Linked DNA regions of Mus musculus: regions 1 and 2 are each linked to region 3. A link is a contact called in public ChIA-PET and HiChIP or PLAC-seq data. All regions are on one chromosome and are shown on one strand. The core of a region is the stretch at or near the end of the contact, and the rest is flanking DNA. Distances in the headings are between cores, read along the strand shown.

Region 1 (3,685 bases), core at 167-2,666, 300 kb before region 3:
CTGTGCGTGTGTGTGTGTGTGCGTGTGTGCATGTTTGTGTGTGTGTGTACACAGAACTGCCCTTTAAGTTATAGTCTTTTACAATCTAAACTGGGTTTTCCAAAGGCATCTTGAATCTCCTTCATAAATAAAATTGCTCAATTATTTTCACTGAAATATTTATTTTGACAATTTTGTTTGGCTTTATGGTTGTTTTACAGGGAGAACAATCAATTCTTCTAATTTCAGTGTTCCCTCTTAGTAGCAAATATCATGTGTTACTATAGACATTCATTTATACCACAGCCATGTGAGATACTTGCAGTATGTCTGAAACTATACTGAACTGAGACAAAATGACAAATTTGGCTTTTCCATTATTTATATATATTCTACAAGTGATGTCTATTTCAGCCTAGATGTATTAAACCAAGCTTCTTTTTACTCTGATCCTGATAAAGAAATCTACTTTCACTATGTATTTGGGTAAGAGATAGGCCAGAATTATAGATTTTCTACATTCACAACATTAAAAAGTGGCTAAAAATGAAATCATAGACAGTATCATGCTATTAGACCAGTTGGTTTAGACATCATAGTATGTGAGAAACCTGACAACTTAAAGTGTATAAAAAATTAATACTGGTAGGTCTGAAACTCTGCATAGGAAAAGCATTCAAGAGAAATGCTGAGATTGAAGAGCTGGCTCAGCAGTCATCAGGACTTGCTGTTGTGGAAGACCCAGGTTTGATTCATAGTAACTCCAGTTACTATGAGAACCAGGAGAATCATGGCCCTGGCTGGCCATCATTAGCACTAGAAGCATGTGGTTCACATACAGACAAGTGGGCACATACACATATAAATAAAATCTGAGAGAATGTCTATGCTTAACACAGCAAAACTGGCTTACTGCCAAACTTGCAGAAATTTCAAGCAGACAACACTGATACAAGTTAGCAGTAAAACTAAGTGATTTCATTCTGAGTTCAAAATATAAAAACTGTGCATTTTGTCAACTTAACACAGCTACAATTACCTGGGAAGAGGAACCTCAACTGAGAAAGATGTCTCCATCAGATTGGCCTGTAGGCAACTTTATAGGGCATTTTCTAGCTTAATGATTGATACGGGAAGGTTCACTCACTATGAGCAGTGACACACCTGGAGAGGTGGTCCTGGGTTGTATAAGAAAGGTATGTAGGCAAGCCATGTGTAACAAAAAGTTGTTAGCAGCACTTCTTCATGGTCTCTGCTTTAGTTCCTACTTTGGTTTTCCTGAATCTATATCCTGTAACCTACAACCTGTAAACTGAAATAAACCCTTTCTTCCCTAGGTTGCTTCTGGTCATGGTGTTTTATCATAGCACTAGAAAGGAAATAAAAACATACTTAGTGAGCTCTGCTAAGTAATCATGACTACAGTAGTGACCTTAAAAGATGAGTTCTCACCACTGAGAAGATGTGACAAGGATGAGATAGTCATCTTCAGAAGAAGGGCTTACCTAAGAGATCTCTGAACCAGATATTTTAACTTTAGGTTTCTATAGCTTTGAAAGGACAAATAGGTAAGAATTAAAATGATTTATAAAGATAAAACTAACAGGAAAAAATAATATAGTATAAATATAGATGTTATTCATAATAAATCACAGAGTAGATCATTTCTACAAGATTTGGCTTCTACTGTACTACTGGGTCCCAAAAGGTCATAATAAGTTACATATCATAAAAAAGCTACCAGAAAACAAAAAGTACTATCTTATCATTGTATAAAGCTATTATATATGGTTCTACTTGCTGTGACTTTAAAAAAAGCAAGCTAAGGGAGAAATAAAGATAACTAAAAACAGTGATATAAAGATCATTATACAAGACCAGAGTTCATTCTAGAAAAGCTACAGTTGATGGGGGTACCCAGACATTTATTGAGAATATAAAAATTACAAGCAAGAAAAATTCACTTTTGAACAAAATGTAAGATTCAATTCTGTATGAGAAAGTAGGTTACAATAAAGGGAAGTCTAACAACTATTGGAAAATAGTTTAAAAAAACAAAACAAAACAAAAACAACAACCCATGGAGATCTAAACAAGCCTTAGAATGAAATAAAAAAATAACTTACCTCTTTCAGTTGATCAGCACTTCCCCATGATGCAGAGCGCTGATGTGATCGTTTTTCTGCTCCCTCTTCTGCCCAGCAACTAGGTGTCTTTAAAACAAACCAACCAGACAAATCAAAATGTTAAGAAATGGAAATGTCACTACTTACTTTCAAGTAACTATAACGTTACTACTTAATTTCAAGTAACTATAATACTTTCTTAGCATTTATAAAGCCTTTTAAATGTTAATTAATCAGACCTGATAAATCTGAGACATCTGAGTCATCTACATTAAAAATCATTTGATACTTTCACATCAGCATTAATAACAGCAAATCCTAATAAAATCATGAAGACTTACATACTGATGTTTGTTTGTTTGTTTTGATACTGTTTTAGTTTTTGAGTCAGGCTTTCTCTGTGTAGCACTGGCTATCTGGAACTGACTTTGTAGGCCAGACTGGTCTAGAACGCAAGAAATGTGCCTGCCTCTCTGCCTCCCAAGTACTGGAATTAAAGGCGTGCATAAGCACTTCCCAGATTACATACTGAAATTTTATAGAGACAAACTACAACAGACAGAAGATAAAAAGAACTTTCAGAGCCATGTGTAGTGCGGATGGCTTATGTAACAAACATCTGTGTAGACGGTCATTTCACTAAGAGAAGAAAATATTGAGAGGATTCTCTTTGGTGAAAAGGATTAGTCAACTTCATTTTAAAAATACAGTTAATATAAAACCTAACAGAAAAAAATTAAAAACAAATATAAATCAAATGTATTGATTTAAAATGAAAGTAATGCAGCTTTTTTTTAAAAAAATGAAGCTACTATGAAAGTCATTTAAACTAAAATATAACTCTCAATTATTTAAGCACTAATACATATTAACTAAAGTATAACACTAATTTAACCTTAAGTATTGCCATAAAGTAAGAAATTTAGGAGTTCTGTTAAAAAAAAAAAAAGCTAAAATACCACACTTTAACATTTGAGAAAAATCTAGTATAATGTAAATTAGAAAAAATGAAAGCCCGGAGACAATGAGTAATGATTACCACAATAAATACATGTGGCATTAAAATGTTTTTTGTATTGCATGCACTTGAGAATCTGCATAATGAGATAAAGAAGCCATCATTCCAGTTTATTTATACAGTTCAAATGCTTATGAGCATCTTTAAAATTACTCCCTCTTAAAAGTGTCAATTGTCTAAAACCAACTAGTGACAATTGAATAGCAATTAGGTAGAGAAGAGCAAGGCTGCTTGAGGGTTTGCTATGAAAGAGAGGCATTTCATCAACTGAACGGTATCTTATTCAACTGACAAGAAGAATAAGAAATTATACATTTAATAATGTTTGTCAGAAATTATCAAAATTTCCTAAGTTCAGTGCTAGATAGGACAACCTGAAAATAATTCAGCCCTGAAATGATATCATCTTTAATAATCTATCACAGAATTTTCCTTTGTGAATGTGTCAGAATGTTGAGGTTTTGCATAACGTGACTTAGATTTCTTCTAAGTAGCACTCTTTTGCCACAAAACCCCAAAACAAAAGATCACAACATTTATAAACCGAAAGTACAGTCGCAGA
Region 2 (3,491 bases), core at 762-3,261, 390 kb before region 3:
GTATCTCTTTACAAAATTAAATCAGAAATGCTACTGCTTGCAATAACCTGCTTGCATTCTAAGCTTTCTTATATGCCAGGGTCCCTTGGAAGAAGATTGACATCTTATTGGAAGCAAGTCTCATGCCCCATTGCTTTTTAGTACTAAAGAGGAAGCTGCGCTTGGCACTTCCCTAATATATATATACAGGTTGTCAGGCAGAAAGATGGCGTCACAGATCATCCTGATAAAGTGCACTCGCACATAAGCCACCCTATTCCTTCATCACTGACGTCCCACAGAGCCCTTCGGTGGGCCTGAGCGATGCTGTCCACTGTCTGCCTCTTCTGTGGGTTCATCCGAGCAGGTGGTATCAGCTCTGAAACCACAGCCACAACTATAAAGCTATTCTCAACACATGGAGAATGACTGAAGAAAGGAATGACCATTGATCTGTTCACTGTGAAATGCACACCCTTTCAAAACTGCCTCATGGGCTAAGGTCTGAAGTAAAATGCTGATCACAATTTGCAAAACACTAGAAAGAAGAAATAAAAGGCACTTAATCCAAGAACGGCCGATTTAATAGGACTTACGAGCTGTAACTGTAGCTCTGCATTCTTCTACTCAATGATAAGTGATGGATAACCAATATTTGGCCACACCGTTTAAAAATATTTTAATAACAAGTTAGTGGCATTTGGAGATTCTTGAAAGTGTCTCTGAAGTCACTGTATGACCACCTGTGACATGCAGCCTTCATTCACTAATTATAACATATATCAATCATTTTGCTCTTCAAGCTGGACACCCCCAACCCCTGCCAAAATAGCATAACACAGACAAAAAATGTGGTATAAAACAAGTGAAATTTTTATAAGTTAAATTTAACCTACATCTTATCAACAAACCTTTATGAAAAACCACAAGATCTTGGCTAATTAAGAAGCAAAACAAAACTATTTATTATCCATATTTCACAAGCATGTTTGTCTTCTTCTGCTACTGCTCGCCTTTCTATGTTGTGGCCAAGTGTACTGATGTCGGTTCAGCCAGCAGCCAGCAGAGCTCTAGGAGAGAACCTTTAGCCCAAAGCAATCATGTGCTATCATATGGCACCTAGTTTCTCCTGAGTCATTTAATGGTCACCTGCAGTCACCCTTAGAGTCAAATGAGAGATCTGTTTGCTTTGCCTCAGGACATACAGTGACCAAGTATTAAATTCCTTATCTGCTCATGTAAACTCTTCCTTCAGTGTGCTGGGATATACTGGTGACCTGGGTTACCCTATGAAATGACACCCTTTTCTTTACACATGTTAAACCAGAGCTCTACCACTGAGTCATCCGTCCCCTCCCCAGCCCAACAGTAACACTGAAGTGTGTCAGCAAACACCTGTAATCCCACCTTGGGGGGTAGAGGATTAGAGCCAGCACAACAAGTTTGAGCCAGCTCAGACCACATGAAACTTTGCTTAAAGAGACCAAGTAAATAATAAAACGAATGTTCTTAATCATGTAGTAGAATGCTCTGTATGAGATTGTTCCTATAGATTCTTAAAGATCTGTTCTAGCCCCAAGATTCATGGTTTATATCAAGAGAGATTGGAGTAGGGTTTTAGCAATCAGGTGTTTTTGTGTGTGCCTACTTGGGTCTCACATTCTTAGATCATTCTTTTGTTTTGTTTTGTTTTTTTTCCAGAGAGCACATACAGATCCTTATGCCACCCCCATGCCCACTCGGGCCCCTGCCAGTCAGAATTCTTATTTATTATTATTTTTAAGCCTGAGGGGGGTTTCTCAAAGCAGCCTTCTCGAATTCCAAACAAGAACACTTTGGTAACAGACCTGACAAGTGTCTCTCTGCTTGACATTTTTTTGTCAGGTGGTTTCCTAGCATCTCCCCCGCTGTCTTTGGGGTGCTAAGAGGATAGTGCTGGTGTTTGGGGTTTCATCTGCCCTGCAGGCCTGTGGCCTTTAAGATTAGTCATTATGTGGGGTGTGGGGAGTGGGGAGAAACCCAGAGAAGTGAGCCTTCCTGTTTCACACAAACGAAGGTAAATCATGTGACATTTATCTGCTCGCTGCCCTGTGCTCTCATTTTCTGTCTAAGTAGCAGTTTCCATCTTCTGTGCTTCTAATTTATGCTGAGGTCATGAAACTCAATATGATTTCAAGAGTACTATCTGAATGGGCTGTCACCCGTTTTCCACGCTCTGCCTGAGCTTGAGTTTCCTCTACACTGGAGCTTTTACAAGCTAGAACTCACCGGTTCAGGACCAGTTCTTCTAGGGAATGTTTTCCTAGGGCCCAGGCCTCTTGGTTCTGGGTGTTGAGCAAGGCAGGCCTATGGAGTGTTTCTGCCGTCTTGGACACTCTGCCTGTCTCTGCATGGTACTTCGAGGAGCCCTCTGGCCTTAGAAAGCCTCACCCTATGACAAAGCGTCTTCTGGAGTTTGTGTGTAAGGTCACAGTCCGTACTCTAGCAGCATACATAAAAATACCTCTCCTGGTTCTGAAGGAAAGGCCAGGTTACACATCAAGGAAGCGTGGACTTAGGAGTGAAAGCTCCCAAGCCAGACTCTCTGTAACTAAGAAGTCACATGACCTTGGACAGGTAATCTAACTTGGGTCTATTTTTCCTCCTCTGTAAAATAAGTTCCAGGAAATAGTTTGTAAGATCTTCTTGATTTAAAAATATGTGTGGTTTTGTTTTTGTTCTTTTCCATTGAAGAAAAAAAAAGTCCCCAGACAGGACAGCAGCATCAAACATGGCACCTTGGCTAAGCTCTGGGCTTCTCGGGAGGCAGTGTTGCTAGGTGGCCTCCCCCACTTCAGCTCTGGCTCAGCGTGAGGAGCTCCTGTGTGCCGCCATTGGCCACACCATTTACCCTGTAAAGCTGCTACTGTATACAGTGATGCTTAGCTGTCTGAAGAAGCATTTGTGAGGTTTGGAATAAGCAGTGATCTCACAGTTGGCCTCAGCAGAGGTGCAGGGTAGGAGGTCACCTCCTGGAGCTTCGGCTGCCTCACCAGTGTGCAGCACCACAAAGGATAAGATAAGAATTTGTGGTCAGGAGATGGAGAACTTGGATTGAAGGCAGGTATTTGGAGACTCTAAGCCAAAGAAAGTTGTGACTCCCCCACTCAGTAGCAGCCTTTATTTGTCTGCGTGGGTGGAGGCTCCAACAAGGCTTCTCCCAAAGGAGGACATTATCTCATCTCTTCAGGTTTTCTTTGTCTCACTTTGTCTCAAAGCCGATAACAAGAGCTCACTCACCCTCCAGAGCCCACTGACAGGCGCTACTTCACAAGTCGTGACTTGTCTGGTTACAGACCTGAACCTGGCCATTTCGACTTGTAATTAAGTTGCTCTCACAAGTTATGCATAGTAATTTCAGGCATCTTAATTATTGGTGTAATAATTGGGAGGTTTCTATGTTTTATGGTTCAAGTCAGTACCAGTTTCCTTGCTTTCAGCTACCTAAATAAGTTCCCTTTCCAGAGCACAGG
Region 3 (3,787 bases), core at 624-3,123:
TACAGAGAAATTTCAAGGAGTGTAAGAGATAGTAGAACATGTGAGCTATAAAAGTAGTTCATTGGAGGAGAATACTGGGGGGTGAAAGGCTTAAGTGGAGATGGGAACACGAGGTTGGGCTAACCAAGACTAAGGATGTATAAAGAGGTCTCAGGAAAACCTACTACTTTGTAAGCTAATTGAAAAGTTTAACTGGTTTTAAAAGGAAATTTAAATGGGAATACCCTGCATGGGAAAAGAATGCTTCCCCTAAAGGCATGAGCTACTAAACAAAAATCTCAGGGCTGAAAGGCTGTGATATACCTCCCTAGAGTTCTTGAGAAGGATGACCCAAAGGCACACAAACAACACGATTTTCTACAATGCTCCGAGCTGTCCACCACAACTAGATGGTAAGAACCTATGTCTGGAGACAGGGTACCATTTGCTTGCAGCACACAGATAAAGCAAACTAGACCTGAACTGGGAACTTACTTCTTGCTGGTTACTTTTCACTGAACTAAAAGGGTGCTATGCACCAGGGTAGAAAACGCAGTGCTATATCATGAATGCCTCAATACCGACTTGCCAGCACCCAAAGGAAATGCAGCCCACAACTAAGGAAAAAAATTTTAAACTTGTTTTAATCACAACAGAATTAAGACACACATATTAAATGTCACATGAACACTAAGGAGAGCTAACAATCGTTTAAATAGGGGAGATTGGATTTCACTCTTAAATAGATGGAACCAGATCTTTGTATTTTATTACTTAAGGCAGCAACAGCAGGCTACATTGGAACTGAATTATTGGAACTGAGTTATTAGCCCTGAATTTGAAGGTTAATAAGTCTTTGGCTTTAGAAAAATCCAGACACTGTTCCACATAATTATGAGACGCAATTAAAATTATGTTTTAATTTCTGCAACCTCTTTTGAAGGTATTTTTATGTGCGTTCATTTTGAAATTTCTCAGTACCAATCCCTTGCTGGTGAAATTACTAAAATCAACAGCCACCAGCATCCAGTCATTTTCTGAACCAGAAACACATCCGACAATTTTCTTCAAATCTTGGAATAAACTGTCTTTCAGACAGCCAGCTCTGAGTACTTCGGGGAACTAGATATAGTATTACAACCCAAAATTAGAGTTATCTAGCACCTTACAAAGCAGTCAACCCCTCATTTGCAGAAAGAGAAAATGTGACGCCAGTGGAGGAGCACTAGCTTGGGTCCAACAGCTGGTGAAGCCTGTCATCTCTAGTCCTTCCCGGGGGTCCTCCTCTACCGGAGCCCCAATGCACGCCAGCACCCAGGAGGTGAGGAAATGGACACCTCCACACCGCCAAGGCTAGCAAAAGGTCCAAGGTAAAGAGAGGGGCAGCACCTCTTGCTGCCAGTGGGTAAAGCAGGCAGGTCCGTTACACAACGTCTCCTAGCAACAACCTCCTGAGGGAGGGGTAAAGACTGACGATGGTTCTCTACAGGTAGAACTGGCTCAAAAATAAAAACCCCAAACCCCAGGTTAGGCACGCACCCGCGCCACCCGCGCAAAAGCTGGCAACTGTCAGTGCCCGCACCGCGGCATTCCGGGACCAGGAGCCCGACTCCGCCCACCACCCCGACGGTTCAGCCCTCGGGAGGAGAGAGGCGCGGAGATCCAGACACCTCCCGCAAGAAAGCTACCTGAGACTCCGCCGCAGCCCGCAGCTCGCCACCCACCACGGTCCTTCAGCTTACTTCCGGGGTCAAGTCGACGTTCGGCCGCTCCAGATCCCGGGTCCCAGGCCTCAGCCCCCGCCCCTCTAAGTCCCGCCTCCACTGCCCGCCGGGTTTCGGCCCCAGTGACTTCCGGAACGCCGCGCGTCACTAGGCAGTCTACCAGTACTTCCGGAAGCCTTGAGCCCCTCCGCCAGCCCGGTGCGAGCGAACCAGATGCTCCCGTGGATTTGATTGGTGGGTCTGGAGCGTACGTCTCCTCTGATTGGTGTTCGGGAAATCTGCCCGGGTTGGCGCGGCCGCCCGCTGGGCGTCAATCATTTTCTGCTTTCCTGCGGGTTGCGAGTGTTGGCGGCAGAATCATGGAGGACATAATGCAGCTCCCCAAAGCGCGCGTCAACGCCAGCATGTTACCACAGTATATCGACCGGCCCGTGTGCTTCGTGGGGAAGCTGGAAAAGGTGCATGCGGGTTCGGGCGAGAGGACGGGACCACGGCCACTCGGGAAGGACTGCGGGGTCGGGAGCTGAGGCTGGGAGCAGGTCACCTTTAAGCAGCATTGCCCTCCAGCTTGCTGTAGTTTTCACAAGAAGAGCTTGTGGAAACTGCTAAGCCATTGCAGCAACATTTTGGTGCCGCTTCTTTTATGTCCCCAAAACTGTTTGGAATGACCTTTTAGATCCAAGCGCTCCGCGCCCCCTTTCTTTATTTACCAGGAAGGTATTTACAAACCTGGCTCCTCTGTCTGTTGTTCGAGTTTTTGTTTTAGCCAGACTTAGCTTCTTGCTTCCCTGTCTTTTGCAGCCGTCTCTATTTATGGGCCTAGTTTTTCTACTTTGCAGTCGTCTCCCTATGAAACATTTCTTGATAGCCCCTCCCATATTCTATAGATACCTTGTATCTAGCCCAGTCTTAGATTGCAGCCTCGTCCTTCCTATAGGTAAAAATTAAGCCCAAAGGCCCAGAAATTGAGAGTGCCGAGGGAAAGAAAATCCTCTGTAAGGACTTACCTGCTAGGTCATTTCATTCACACATTTTCTAAGGGAAAAGAATTTCTAACTAAACAGGTAGGCTGACTGAGCTGCTCAAACCTCACATCGAGTGGCAGAGCTCAGTTTCAAGGGAAGTCTTCCTCAGATCTGGCAACCAGTTCTTTTAGATCATCGTTCTTAATTTTAAAAGAAAGTATTCTGAGCCGGGCGGTGGTGGCGCACGCCTTTAATCCCAGCACTCGGGAGGCAGAGGCAGGTGAATTTCTGAGTTCGAGCCCAGCCTGGTCTACAGAGTGAGTTCCAGGACAGCCAGGGCTATACTGAGAAACCCTGTCTCGAAAACAAACAAACAAACAACCCCTCAAAAAGAAGGTATTCTGTGAGATGTACTAAATCAAGAATGTTGGCAGAATTTCATTAGACAGTGAAAGCCTCGTTTAGTTTTAGTGTACCAAGTGTCTTTTGCAAATAAAAGAAACCACACAAAACACTAAGCAAATATTTGTTGTTTATTAGAAATTCAAAATTAACTGGGCTTACAATCATCTGATCAGGTAATAAGATTATAACTTGAACCAAATAAACTGTCCAAAACCCCTATTACTTTATATTCAACCAAATGAAACTTCAGGGAATCTTTTAAATATTCATTTCTGTAGATTCTGTTTTCTAAATCTATGGCTTTTTGTCTTGATTTCCTTTTTTAGATTCATCCCACTGGAAAAATGTTTATTCTTTCAGATGGAGAAGGAAAAAATGGAACCATTGAATTGATGGAGCCAGTATGTTTTAAGTGATATGCTCTCATATTTAATTTTTTGGGGTTTCTTATTATTTCTGATTTGGGGGTGGAAATGTGAAGATTACACTTGTATAACTTTAAAAATCAAATTCATGCTCTCATATTTTGTCTTATTTCCATTTCTAAACTTTAGTGATTCTTAGGGCTCCAACATTTCTGAAAGTGTCCCTTAAGTATTGGTTGGATAACAATTTTTATTCCTTAAAAAAAAAATCCAAAAAATACATGTGAAAAATTTTTTAAACTGCTTCTTCCATAATCACAAGCCTGGCCTTCAAGAGCTGGCCCCAGGT

Evidence for each region. ChIA-PET counts read pairs in DNA pulled down with a chosen protein or histone mark. HiChIP or PLAC-seq counts read pairs in DNA pulled down with a chosen protein or histone mark.
Region 1: an RNA polymerase II ChIA-PET map of memory CD8 T cells shows a contact between it and region 3, with 8 read pairs. The contact joins the enhancer-like site here to the promoter of Umad1 in region 3. A contact is called at or near these places in 5 of 39 promoter capture datasets (the HPC-7 cell line, embryonic stem cells, hematopoietic stem and progenitor cells and 2 more), 2 of 484 Hi-C or Micro-C datasets (pre-B cells and rod photoreceptor), 5 of 115 datasets of contacts at active chromatin or transcription factors (the 230-238 cell line, embryonic forebrain, large pre-B cells and 2 more) and 1 of 9 other capture datasets (adipose tissue).
Region 2: a contact with region 3 is called in an H3K4me3 HiChIP or PLAC-seq map of the SCID.adh cell line, with 11 read pairs. The contact joins the enhancer-like site here to the promoter of Umad1 in region 3. A contact is called at or near these places in 2 of 39 promoter capture datasets (HPC-7-derived erythroid cells and neutrophils), 3 of 484 Hi-C or Micro-C datasets (B cells, Th1 cells and nephron progenitors), 17 of 115 datasets of contacts at active chromatin or transcription factors (the 230-238 cell line, the SCID.adh cell line, astrocytes and 13 more) and 3 of 9 other capture datasets (adipose tissue, liver and pancreatic islet).

What each region holds. Positions count from the first base shown.
Region 1 is chr6:8,557,007-8,560,691 of GRCm38.p6, reverse strand. Glcci1 (glucocorticoid induced transcript 1) reads right to left here. Exons shown (of 8, transcript NM_133236.3): 3 at 2,106-2,192. Among named protein-coding and RNA genes, the nearest start is that of Glcci1, 49 kb to the right of the region's middle. Within about 2 kb of position 1,416, at least 6 of the 459 cell types and tissues checked have an H3K27ac peak or open chromatin away from gene starts, as enhancers often do. A contact at or near this core is called in memory CD8 T cells, where this site is marked.
Region 2 is chr6:8,647,306-8,650,796 of GRCm38.p6, reverse strand. The region is part of intron 12 of Ica1 (islet cell autoantigen 1); the gene reads left to right. Among named protein-coding and RNA genes, the nearest start is that of Gm35621, 26 kb to the right of the region's middle. Within about 2 kb of position 2,011, at least 68 of the 459 cell types and tissues checked have an H3K27ac peak or open chromatin away from gene starts, as enhancers often do. A contact at or near this core is called in the SCID.adh cell line, Th1 cells, effector CD8 T cells and 3 more, where this site is marked.
Region 3 is chr6:8,257,374-8,261,160 of GRCm38.p6, reverse strand. It overlaps Umad1 (UMAP1-MVP12 associated (UMA) domain containing 1), which reads right to left and starts at 1,873. Exons shown (of 4, transcript NM_001302354.1): 1 at 1,668-1,873. Rpa3 (replication protein A3) reads left to right here and starts at 2,020. Exons shown (of 4, transcript NM_026632.4): 1 at 2,020-2,161; 2 at 3,400-3,474. The coding sequence starts at 2,063.